Linked DNA regions of Callithrix jacchus: region 2 is linked to region 1. A link is a contact called in public Hi-C data. All regions are on one chromosome and are shown on one strand. The core of a region is the stretch at or near the end of the contact, and the rest is flanking DNA. Distances in the headings are between cores, read along the strand shown. Region 1 overlaps KCNJ11 (potassium inwardly rectifying channel subfamily J member 11). Region 2 overlaps USH1C (USH1 protein network component harmonin).

Evidence for each region. A called contact is a pair of places that touch in the nucleus more often than the background predicts.
Region 2: a Hi-C map of skeletal muscle shows a contact between it and region 1, with 4 times the contacts expected there. The contact joins two enhancer-like sites. A contact is called at or near these places in 3 of 3 Hi-C or Micro-C datasets (induced pluripotent stem cells and skeletal muscle).

Annotation. Positions count from the first base shown.
Region 1 is chr10:83,370,950-83,377,314 of calJac240_pri, reverse strand. The region is part of intron 1 of KCNJ11 (potassium inwardly rectifying channel subfamily J member 11); the gene reads left to right. Among named protein-coding and RNA genes, the nearest start is that of KCNJ11, 5.4 kb to the left of the region's middle. Within about 2 kb of position 1,729, at least 4 of the 16 cell types and tissues checked have an H3K27ac peak or open chromatin away from gene starts, as enhancers often do. A contact at or near this core is called in skeletal muscle, where this site is marked.
Region 2 is chr10:83,505,749-83,511,801 of calJac240_pri, reverse strand. All of the region lies in intron 14 of USH1C (USH1 protein network component harmonin), which reads left to right. Among named protein-coding and RNA genes, the nearest start is that of USH1C, 29 kb to the left of the region's middle. Within about 2 kb of position 1,976, at least 4 of the 16 cell types and tissues checked have an H3K27ac peak or open chromatin away from gene starts, as enhancers often do. A contact at or near this core is called in skeletal muscle, where this site is marked.

The sequences.
Region 1 (6,365 bases), core at 480-2,979:
TCAGCCTCCCCCTGCTGCTCGTCCAGGGTGTTACAAGGCACTTGTCACTACGCTATTTCTGGCCTTAGCAGGAACCTGTACTAAGTTATTTTTGTCCCTGCTCCTCCCAGCCCGATTCAGGACTGGCTCACCCCTCTCTCCCGCCCAAGGCTGCAGAGGCTGTGGGAGGTGATGGGCCCTAAAGCTGGGTGTCCAGCCAGCTCTGGGTCCCGACAATCAACCAGCCACACACTGGGCAGGTGGCTGGGGAAGGACAATCCCCTGAGGGCTGCTGTTTTGCTTCTATGGTTCCAAGAAATGCCTGTGGTCAGGCCCCAGCTCTCCTTGGTCCCTGAAAAAGCACCAGGCTAAGGGCTGGGGCTGGCCAGCAGGGGAGGGCAGTTGATGAGAGAGCTCGTTCCAGCTGAAGGGTTGGAGCTGTGGAGTCTGCACCGACAGGGACAGGCTGCGGCTGACAGGGGTCCCCTCCAAGGGCCAGTTTCAGGGCTGGAAGGGGAGGCAGCAGGGGAAGGTGACTTGAGGAGGCTCAGCTTTGCGGAGCCCTGCTCAGGCACAGGGAGGTGGAGATGCGCAGTGCCCCTGCCTTTTGACACATCAGCCTCCTGCACTGAGTGCTCCATAGGCTGAGGCTGCTGCCCCTGCCTACTTCCCACCTGTCCCCAGAGGCTGAGGATGGGGGGTCTTGTGCCCACCATACACAATGGGCCTCAGACCCAACTCCAGTCCTGGCTCCACAGCAGTGGCTGCCACTCACTCTGTCCAGAGAGTGGCTTGGGGTTGTGTGTCTTTGGGTTGCTGGAAAAGGTGTTGGAAGGTTCAGGATGGTGGGAGGGAGTGAGGTCCCTGAGGTTCTGAGGGGTTTGACCCGCGCCTGGACCCTTGCAGCAGTGCTGTGCGAACTTTCCTAGAACTCTGCCTTCTCCATTGTCAATAAAGCCTCCCCCTCATGACCTTAACTCTGGGCTGTTCTTGCTGGGGAGGCAGCAAGCATGCTGGTGGGAAGGGAAGCAGGGCTGGCAGCTGCCACCCCTTCAAGAGGCACTATAGACCCTAGCAGGGAGGCCAGGGGAGAAGTGGGAAGCTGGCACCTCTTCCCCCAGCTCAGGGGGACTTTCCCTCTCCTGCCTCAGGTGGCCCTGCCCTGTCAGCCTGTCTGGCCAACTCAACCTTTGGGCACTCACCCGGCTCTGCAGCCATGGGCTCTGTCTCTACTCCCAGGGACCTGCTGGAAGGCTGGAGTGCCCAAGGAGAGGGGTATTATAGGCATTAATGTAGTCGTTGGAGCACTAACTCTCAAGCCAACTGCCTGGGTTCAAATCCTGGCTCTAGCTGTATGACTTTTGTCAGTAATTTAATCTCTCTGTGTCTCAGTTGCCTCATCTATAACATGGATGCTAATAGTACCTACCTCATAGAATTGTTTTGGGAGTAAATGAAAAATATGTAAAATGCTTAAGTGCCTGGTCTATAGTAAGTGCTCAATAAATGTTAACTCTTGTGATTGCTGCTGAATCAGCTAAATGATGGGAAAACTGGCCAAACAAGCGTTAAAGAGAGATGGTGCTTTCATTTTGCCCTTGGTCATATTTCTTTGCCGGGTCTTTCTTTCCCCATGGTGCCCCCTCCCAGCTGAGACCATGATTTTTGGGGCTGTGACAATGCCTATGACCTGGTCTCCCTCACCGTCCTATCCCTCCTGGCACGTAATGTTGAGCTCCCTACCTCCCAGCCTTTGCTTGTGTTATTCCCTTGGCCTAGACCTCCCAGGCCTCCTCTCTGTCTGTCAAATCCATAAAAATCCAGGCCGAATGATGCCTCCTCCAAACCTTCCCTGATTTCTCTGGAAAGTGAAGTTCCCTTCCTTCCCCTGCACTATGGGCATTCTCCTTCTGCCTGCATTTAGGGGTTTGCCTCCCCATCCCCAAGTCCATGGCTTCCTGAGGTCAGGGACTGTGATTCAGCACTGTGGCTGGCTTACACTGCATAGGTGCTATGCGAATGAACAAATGAATGAATGGATGAGAGATGGATGGCATACAGGACAAAAATCCAGGGTTATTGCTACAGTGTGAGGCCTGCAGACAGGGCATCAGTGAGGGTCTGTCCCAGGTGGCTCCAGAGGCATGGCCAAGGGGCCAGGAAGTTGCCACTGCTGGTCTGAGCTGCCCTCTCTGGCACCCACCCAGTCTCCAGCACTGATTCCTTTCCTTGCAGAGCTGACCCATTTCTGGTTTAGAGGGTGATGGGGGGAAAGCTACTCAGAGTCAGCCCAGCATTCTAGGAGCCTGGCTCTTGGGACTCTGCTCAGCTGCCCTTAAGGCCAAGGAGAAGGGCCAGACTCACTAATGAGGAGCTGCTGGCATCATCCTTGGAGCCCCATCCATAGTAACCTTCCTCCACCCATCACAGACCTTAAGGCTGCTTGAGAGTCTGAAGTCCACAGAACTGAGGGCTTCGCGCCACCTGCTGGCCACGGAGAAGACTTACTTCAGCAGAGAAAATCAGGGCCCCTGGTCCTAGGTTTTCCACCAACTCTGAGGGAGACCTCCAGCCTTAAGCGTAGTCCAGGGAGGGGCTGGAAAGCGCCAGGCATAGAGAGACAGTTCAACCAAGTCTCTTCTCTGCAAAGGTGTTCTTGCCCACTGATGGCGCTACCTCCACCTGGGGCACCTTTCTCTATGGCACTGGCCTCAACTGGACAAAGAAGTTCACCTGAGCGCCACTCAGCCCAGCCAGAACATCTGTGGTAATTTTGTTTCTGATATTCTGCCTCCAGGACTTCATTTGTTAGTCATCACATGACAGCAGAGGAAGCAGCCTGGCCTGTCCACACGCTGTGTGCAGAGCTGGCTCGCTCCAGGGCCCCTGAAAGGAGAAGGGAAGTATTGTGTGTCACTGTGGCCCAGCAGGACTATGAGAGAAGCACCATTCTCCTTTGAGTTTGCAGATGAGGAAACAGGATCAGAAGGGTTGGTGTCTTAGACCATTCAGGCTTCTATAACAAAATACCATAGACTGGGTGGCTTATAAACAATAGATGTTTATTACTCACAGTCTAGAGGTTAGGAAGCCCAAGATCAAGGTTCCAGTGGATTCAATGTCTGCTGAAGGCCTGCTTTTTTGGGGGGTGGGGGGTGGACAGAATCTCGCTCTGTCGTCCAGGCTGGAGTGCAGTGGTGTGATCTTGGCTCACTGCAACCTCCGCCTCTCAAGTTCAAGCTTCAACTTCCCAAGTAGCTGGGACTACAGGCATGTGCCACCATACCCAGCTAATTTTTGTATTTTTAGTGGAGATGGGCTTTCACCATGTTGGCCAGGATGGTCTCGATCTCTCAACCTCGTGATCCACCCGCCTGAGCCTCCCAAAGTGCTGAGATTACGGGTGTGAGCCACTGTGCCCAGCCAAAGGTCTGCTTCTTAAATAGACTGTCTTTCCCCTGTAATCTTACAAAGTGGGAGGTGTGAGGGAGCTTTCTGAGGCCTTGTTATATAAGGGCACCAATCCCATTCATGAGGGCTCCACCCTTATCACCTAATCATCTCCCAAAGGCCCCACTTCCAAATACTATCACCTTGGGCATTCAGATTTCACATATGCATTTTAGGGGGACATAGACATTTAGCCTATAGCAGGAGGTAATTTGCTAAGATCTCACAGCTAGTAAGAGGCAGATCCAAGATTTCAGTCTGACTATATCTAATGCCAGAGCCCTGCTCTTCCCTCCCCCTCTTCCCCACAGCACACTGTCCCAGTGACCTGAGCTCCAGCTTTTAGTAGGGTTGTACCTTGTTCTAAGTGTCAAATTCACCAGAGGGAGAAAGTTGTCTCCAGACCAAGGGCAAGAGGGAAGGTGGAACTCAGGAAGCCCCTGGGCCTCCCTGAGATCCCAGATTCAAAACTGACAGCAGGCTTGGCTGTTCTGTGACTGCCTAGATTACGTCCAAATCATCTATGGTGTCAGAACAACCTCCCTAGCACTTTCTCCGGCCCACGTGCATGGTGAGCCTGCCATCTTACCCCTTCTCACAGGAAGACTGGGGTTTTTGCCTTCCAGGCTATTCTTCTCCCAGCCAGTCAGGCGTCAGAGCAGCCTGACTGGGCACATCTGCCACCCATCTGTCCCTAACTCTTATCAATGGTGTGAGATGTGTCCTGGGCCTCAGTCCTGAACTTCACAGGGAAGCAAAGCCAGGCCACCCTCTTCCTGTGTGAAAGTCTTGAAAAACTGGACTATCTCATATTGGAACCTGCCCAGGCCTAACACCTGTGGATTCGGCATCTCTAGCCAATCTCACCATGAGACACACCTGAGCACCACTAATGTGTACCTCTGGCCCTTCTGCTGGAGAGGACTCATGCAGCTTCTCCAGGGCCCACTTTCCACAGGCAGGATGCTCTGTCCTTCACCTGAGCTCCTCCTGTGCATCCTTTTCTAAGGAGAACTTTCTCAGGGAGCTTGCATTCACAGGAGAGCCTCCCTGGCACTCCACAGGTCTCTGGGCTCCCCGGGGCCTCTGAGGTCTTCCCAGACCTAGAAATCAGACACTCTGTGTTGTACCAAGTGTGCAGATAACTTTGGAAAGAAGACATGAATTCTGTACATTAAAGTCATGTTGACCTCAGGTCCGAACAGCAGATTGATTCCAGCTTGAAAGAAGCTGGGGAAAGGAAGAACAGTGGGGATGGTCAGAGCTGGGCCAGAAGTGCCTTTTGTTGTGCTGGATTCTGGGTTATGGGCCATCCCTCTGCCAGATCTACTTGCCCAGAGCACTGACTCTTTATAGGAGGGGAAACAGGTGCTAACCCACACCCTATTCTAGTTCCAGCCTGGGCAGGTCCAACTCTGGAGTAATGTGAAGAGCAGGCTGCTTGGACTGGCCAACCTGGCTCCAGGAGTGTGAACTTCTGCCTTTTCCCCTGACCTCAGTTCCTGGCAGGCACCAAGGCCAGTGAGTGGAATGAGTAAGACAAAGTGCCTGTGCAACCCCATATCTTATTACCTTCACTGGGAGAAGCAACGATGTTCAGGTGTGCAGCACAGGGTGGCACTACCTAGCAGCTGTCTTTAGTTCATAGGCTCCAGTTAGCCCTTTTGTCAGCCATGTACCTTCCCTTCATGAAATGATATTGCTCCTTGCAACACAAATAGGTCCCAACCTCCTCCTCCCCAGATCATCAGCCACCAAATGAAGCAAACCAGACGTTGGGTAGTCTTTCCTCTGTTTACTCTTTACACCACTTGATCAATTCCAACTTTTTTCACAATGCCATTATTATTGGGGGAAAGGGAGTAACTTCAAGTTAGTCCAGAGAGAAGCAATGCAATACAGTCCTGACTGAGACGCAGATTCCTTTTTGTTAAATGCCTGCTGCATCCTTGGTTTCCCATTCACCTGGGAAGTAGAATTAAAATCATTCCATAGTTCCATGCAAGGAGGGCAGCTCCAACTGCTCTTGAGCAGGCTGTCTGGGTCCTCAGGAAAAGCCACTCCAGTTACTCACACATTCTCTGAGAAACCTTGTCGTCTCTGCCATCTGTCTCTGCCAAAGTCCTTCAGGTGATTCCCCATCTCAAATAAGCGGTGAATGGGTTACTTCCCTCATTCTCATCCTTTAGTCCCCCTTGTATCAGTTTGAATCTTCCAGGAAGCAGCTTTCCAGATGGGGTTAGAAGTACAAGTGAGTTATTAGGGGTGGTTTCCGTGAAAGATAAAGGGGAGAGGCTGTAGGCGGGAAAGCCTCAGACTCCAGTGCAGGCTGTGAAGGGAGAGGCAGGGGAACCAGGGAGGACTAAAATGTACCTCAGGGTACAGTAAGTCCTCACTTAATGTAGTTGATAGGATCTTTGAAAACTATAACTTTTTAATAAAATAATGTAGAGCAAAACCAATTTTCCAATAGGCTAACTGCTATAAGAAAGAAATTCACGGGCCGGGCGCGGTGGCTCAGGCCTGTAATCCCAGCACTTTGGGAGGCCGAGGCGGGTGGATCACGAGGTAAAGAGGTTGAGACCAACCTGGTCAACATGGTGAAACCCCGTCTCTACTAAAAATACAAAAAACTTAGCTGGGCATTGTGGCGTGTACCTGTAATCCCAGCGACTCGGGAGGCTGAGGCAGGAGAATTGCCTGAACCCAGGAGGTGGAGGTTGCAGTGAGCCAAGACAGGCCATTGCACTCCAGCCTGGGTAACAAGAGTGAAACTCCGGCTCAAAAAAAAGAAATTCACATCATATTTCTGGTCATAAACATATAATCAAACTTCTAAATAAAGACCAAACACTTTAATATTTAACACTGAAATATACATATAAATGTAAACATATATACATTTAAGAATGATTACTAGGCCAGGTGCGGTGGCT
Region 2 (6,053 bases), core at 727-3,226, 130 kb before region 1:
CAGGTTATTCCTGACTCAGGCTTCTGTGCCTGCAAGGGATCAGCCCTGCATTTTTTAAAATAAAGGAGCATAGAGCATCTCTTATCTACAAAATGAAGTCACTCATCCTAATGATATGCCTGGGGCTAACTGCCCCCCAACCTATCCCAGGGGGCTCTTACAATTTCTTCTTCCCACCTACCATGGCTAATCCAGCCGACCCCAACATTTTGCCAAGTCCTGAAGACTGAGAAACCACCACAGAGGCTCCTTTCCTTAGCTTAGCAAGGGGTGGTTGCATGGAGGTCGGGGGCAGGGGCAGTCTTGATGTAGGATCCAGTAGCTGAAGGATTCTTGAAAGATGAGGAGGTTTAAATAAGAGATCTCCAACTTTCTCTCCCTATCCAGGGCCCCATCACTATCTTCCCAGTCTCCACCACAACAGACTCCATGATTTGGAAGTTGAGGTTATTTTCCTTTCAAACTATTAAATAATTGTTTGTGTTCCATTGTTTTATTAAGTAGTCCTTGTTAGTAAGGGAGCATCCAGGTTCCACTGTTGGGTAAATGTAATTTGAGCCAAGAGTAAAAGAACTTAACAGCCTTTGCATAAGCTAATGGGCAAGTTCTGTTAGGCTTTTGAAATATTAAAAAACAGCTCACAAGCAAACTGGTACACTACCTTCCAGGGTCCTAGGAAGGCCAGAGTCCAAGCCGGAACAGCTGGAAAGGAGGGTTTGCTCTTCTCTCCACATTATGTCAAAATTCAGGTCTTCCTAACCACATGTACCCCTTTTACCTTTTGGGATATCCCCACCTCCTCAGGACCTTCAGCCTCCATCTGCTGCCCAGACTGTTCAGACATCCCCTGAGGACCCAGAGCTCTAAGGCAAGGGTGATAAGCAGAAGACAGGAGGATCTGCTCTCCCGTTGCAGCGCCTTGTCCTCAAACCTGTGCAATTATCAGCTATTCCCATCCTCCTCACTGTACTTTCCAACCTTCAGCCCAACACCCTACAAAATAGTTCTCACACTGCCCTCAGAGCTGAGTTTCCTGTTGTTAGCCCTTTGTGCAGACAGAGAAATTCAAGTTGCCAAGATTGAAAGCACTGTATGCACCAACTCAGAGCAAAAAACCTTTGCTCTGCACTCCTGAACTCTGTCCCCTGCCCCTCACCTCACAGCTTCCCTGGAGGAAGCAGATCATAGGTCTCCACACTCCTGAGAAGCTTCTCTGGCCTCTTGGTCTCCCAAGTCCCTCTTGGTTCACCAGCTCCCTCCTCTTTTCCCTGGGTAGATGATCAGGGAGTGGAGCCTGAGCTCGAGCCCGCAGATGACCCTGACGGAGGAGGCACGGAGGAGCAGGGAGAGCAGGTTCGCGCCCCCGCTTTGCTCCCTAGCCTGGCTGCTCTGCTTGCCCTGCCCACCTCCTCCTGACCGCAGTACAGACACCCGGATTCAGGGGACCGGCATGTATGGTGACTGCTGGAGTCTACAAAGCTCCTTGAAACCCTGGCTTGGCCCAAGCACCGTATATAAAGCCTACAGGACAGGACTCAATGGCCAGGCTAGTAGATCAGCTGCTACACACCAGTACCACTGAACTGCTGGCTCAAATATTTAGATACTGCCCAAATTCCCCCTCTGCTGCTCTGGCCTCTCCCCCAGGACCCCCTAGACCATGCACAGATCCAGCAACTAAGGATCTGTCCATCAGGAGGCTGGTCCATCAGGACCAGCTATCAACATCTTGTTCCAGCATTCAGGCTGGCCTGGGGTGGGTAATTCAGCCATCACTCTTGGCCCCAGGGAGCTTCGGATTGTGGGTATTACTCTGTGGAGCTGTGGCCTGGGGCAGGAAGGGGGCTGGTGCACTGGTTATCTGGCCTGGATGAGGATGTGTTTTCTGGGAGCACATCTCCTGCCCACTCCTGCTGGAGCCGTCCATCCCAGAGCTGCCCCAGCCACTGCCTTCTCTTTCAGTGTTGAAAGCAGAGGACTTGGCCTGCGCTATGAGACAAGCCAGTTTTGTTCTGTTGAACAACAGTCGTAGGCAGACACCCAGGCTCCCTTTTGTCTCGAGCCGTTTCTTGGATGGAGGGACTAGACATGGGCTAGAAAAGGCCTTGTTCTCTTTCAACAAGGCTTTGTATGTGAAGACTGATTTGGAAAAGCGTGTCCTTCCACAGGGGTTTTCTCTTTGATGTTCTGGCCCTGACTTCTAAAGCCAGTGTACTGGGGAGAGGCGTTTGAGAGTGACCCAGGGCCTGGGAACCAGGGCTTTTCTCAGGTGGTCTTAGGCCTGTTCTGCAACCCAGGTGAGGCCAGGTGAGCAGACAGTTGGACAAAGGTTGCAGTTTTGCTGTCAGATCTGCAAGTGTTGTTCATCTCACAAAGCCGTGCATTCTTTGGGAACCCAGCTCCCATCTGCTGCCCATGAACCCTCTGGCTGAACGGAGCTAAGCTGCGTCTTATCATTTTGTTCTCTGTGTTCTTATAGCTTTTGGGTGGTTTTATCGTTACGATGGCAAATTCCCAACCATCCGGAAGGTAGGACAGGGCTGGGTGCTGTGCTGGTGTGCTGCTGAGTTTGCTGTGGGTTTTGGCTTTTCACAAACATTGCTTGCCCTGTCAACACTAAATGGTGTGCCTTGGCCTGTTCACTCAGAAGGCTAACCCCATCTGTGTCTCTGTGTCAGGCTGACATCAAATGGCTGCGTGCCGTTGCAAAGGCAATACTGGAGGAGGTATTCATGGCATGAGACCTGCCCAAGTACCATCTGGCACTGTGTGCATCAGCACCAGCGCTGATGGGCACAGGAAAGGGGCAGGAAGCTTCTCCTGTGTTTCTCTGACAAGTAGAACTAGATGCCAAGGCCAGAAGCCTGGGGTCAGACAGAGCGAATTACCGGGGTGGGTGTACATAGTGCACGTTATGAGACCGGCTGTGCCAGACGCAGCCTGGCTGGTGAGGTGGGGATTTGCTGCCTCAAGTCGGGACAGAGGCCTACACCAAGCACAGCCCTCTCCTAGGAATCTCTCTGCATGTGCCCAGGATAATGCATTTTCCAATCTCTAGGACCTTTAATTTTCTCTCTAAATCCTATTACAATATCTCCAGGCCTTGTAAAACTCTCCTGTCCATGTCTGTCTAAATCACATTGACATTTGATTGTGAAAACACTGCTGTTAATATCTGTAATTGGACATTCGAGATGACTTGGTATTTGGAAGTCAGGCATCAGCATAAATCTGGGTGAGCTAAATTGGATGTTATCACTTGACCAGCACTTGCTGGCAAGATGTTGGCTCTCCAGAAACTAGAGCACTGGCAGCTGAGTGACCTTGATGATATGTAACTTCTCCCTGCCTGTAAAATGGGAATATTAACTGTGCCAGGAAAATCTACCCCCTTCCTCCAGCACATTGCTATTAAGATAACTGACAGTAATATTTTTCCTGACAGAGGTAAGTGTCTTTATCTAGGAACACAGATCATGATTTGTACCGCGTTGAATAAACTTGGAAGAGTTCCTCAGGGAATTCCTTCCCACATTGCCATGGCCTCAGAAAGGCCTTGGTCTCATAAGACCGTCTGTTTCATTTGACAGGCTGACTTTGGTGGCTTAGGATGCCTCACTGGGTTTGATTTCTAATTCTTCTCTATATGCTGCCTCTACTAGAACTCAGCTAGAGAGGACAAAACACACACACACACAATCACACACACACAAAACGACACATAGGATTTTACATGAAAAAAATAATAAAGGGGGCAGATACATCAAATCTTTTTCAGGTACTGATAACATGTAAATGTAAAAGAACTAGAGTCTTCCACACATACCACCTCCCATCAGAAATCGCGTCCTTTCAAGCGCTGGTGATAGTGAGGGCAGCCTTTCCCCCATCCCTTAGTCTACTTACTCCAGAAACAGCTGGCGTTTTGGTTTTCATTTTTACTTCCAAAAAAGAGAAAAATTGCTTCTGGGTAGAATCAATAGCACAATCACCCCATCTGCCTCCCCTCTCAGTCTGGACCAAAAGGAATATTGTAACTGACCGGCCATGGATGTAACTGACAGCTGAAAGGACAACAGAACCCTGCCCCTCATGCTGGCTCTGAAAACCCATCATCATTTTGTCTAGAGCCATGAGAGACTCTTTGTCTCACAGCAGCTGGAACACCAAGTCCCCAGGAAATACAAGTGGGCATCCATGGCCATTATCATCAGTGCATGAATTCCCTTTATTTAAAAATACAAAGATTCAGCTCACGCCTGTAATACCAGCACTTTGGGAGGCCGAGACAGGTGGATCACCTGACATTGGGAGTTCATGACCAGCCTGGCCAACATAGTGAAACTCTGTCTCTATTAAAAATTCAAAAATTTAGCCCAGCATGGTGGCACATGTTTTAATCCCAGCTACTTGGGAGGCTGAGGCAGGAGAATCACTTGAACCCAGAAGGCAGACGCTGCAGTGAGCCAAGATTGCATCACTGCACTCCAGCCTGGGTGACAGAGCAAGACCCTGTCTCAAGAAAATAATAATAATAATATAAAGATTCAGTGTCTTCTATTTCCACCTTGGCAGTAAACCCCTCTGAGGCTCAAGGTTTCCAGGCTTTTGGCCCCATAAAATTTATGCCAGGGCCTGAAGGATTCACGATTCTGACTAAGCCTTTGCACCAGAATTGCTTGAGTCACTCATGTAGACCAGCCCTACTTGCTGGAGCCCACAGTCTGACGGGGGAGGCAGATTCACACACAGCTAGGTAACCTGCGTGGGGCTAGTCTGAGATCAGTGGGAAATGTCACTGGGAAGCTTGCCCTCTGCATCTGTACAGATGTGACTTTCTTGGGCATGAAACAGAAACTGTCTCCTGCCCTGCCCAGAAGCCCTGATTCTATAATCCCAGCGCTAGCAGTTTTTTGTAAAGCAACAGAATGGTCATTTCTCTCATAGTGGTCCTGGGAGAGGCCAGGCTCTTACTCTAGCAAGCTGCCATTAGGCAGTGTCTCTGGCTCCTCTTGGGAAATTGCTGTCTGCATCTCTACCACAATGGCAGGGATTCATCTATCAACTGAGCTAGGAGTCTAGTGAGCAAGGTAGGCAATGAAGCAAGCAGGACTCTGAAGCAGGGAGAACCATTTTCTCGAGAGGCTCATACACTGCTCTGGAGGTGGGTCCCAGAGGTGACCATTTCCAGAGCACATTAGCAGTTCACAGAGGTGTGTGTCTTTAGGAGAGGAGCTAGGAAGAGTCCCTCAGAGGTCCCACCAAGTCCCACCAACTGTGGATGAAAGATGTGTGTCCATTACTAGGGAGCTCAATTCCTCATTCCTGGCCTTGGATGCTGAGTTGATTTAGGAAATTTGAGAGCAGATCCCCGGAAGGCTTGTTTGGAGTGGAGTTGAGCTCAGTGAACAGGGGGTTTCCTCCTTACCCCAGAAATTGCCCAGGGTGTGGGCTGTCTCTGCTGCCCCTCTCCTGATTGCTCGCTCTGTCCTCCACACTGTGCATGATGGGGGCTGACACTCCCTCCCTCCTGCAGTGTTTCCCTTGCCCCCAGCTCATAGGGGCACTGTAGAAAAACTGGGACCTCAAAGATTCAGGTCCAAATCCTGGCACCATCGCTTATGAGATGTCTGATATTGAACAAGGGACTTTACTTCTCTGAGCCTCAGCTCCTTCATCAAAGAATGAAGATAAACCTACATAGGAGATTATTGATGTAAATCCCTTGGCACATGGGCAGTTCATAAATGATCATTCTCTTCCTGCCTTAGCCCCTGGCTTCTCTGCAACCCCATGAGGGAAATGACCAGGAATGCAGGGTCGGTGGGTCTAGTTCCTACAGGAAAAATAAGGAGTCTGTTTGCCTTTCCTGTCCCTCCCCAAATCCTCTAGAACCTGATGGTGGGTGTAAAGTACTTAGGCCATTCTCTCCATCCCCTCCGTCCCAGTCCTGCAGTTTCCAGCTAGCCCTCAGTAGAGGGTCCCAGTTCAGAGGAAACTGTGGGTCTAGATTCACCAGAATGAAATGGTCCAGAGCTTAAGCACCCGGGAAA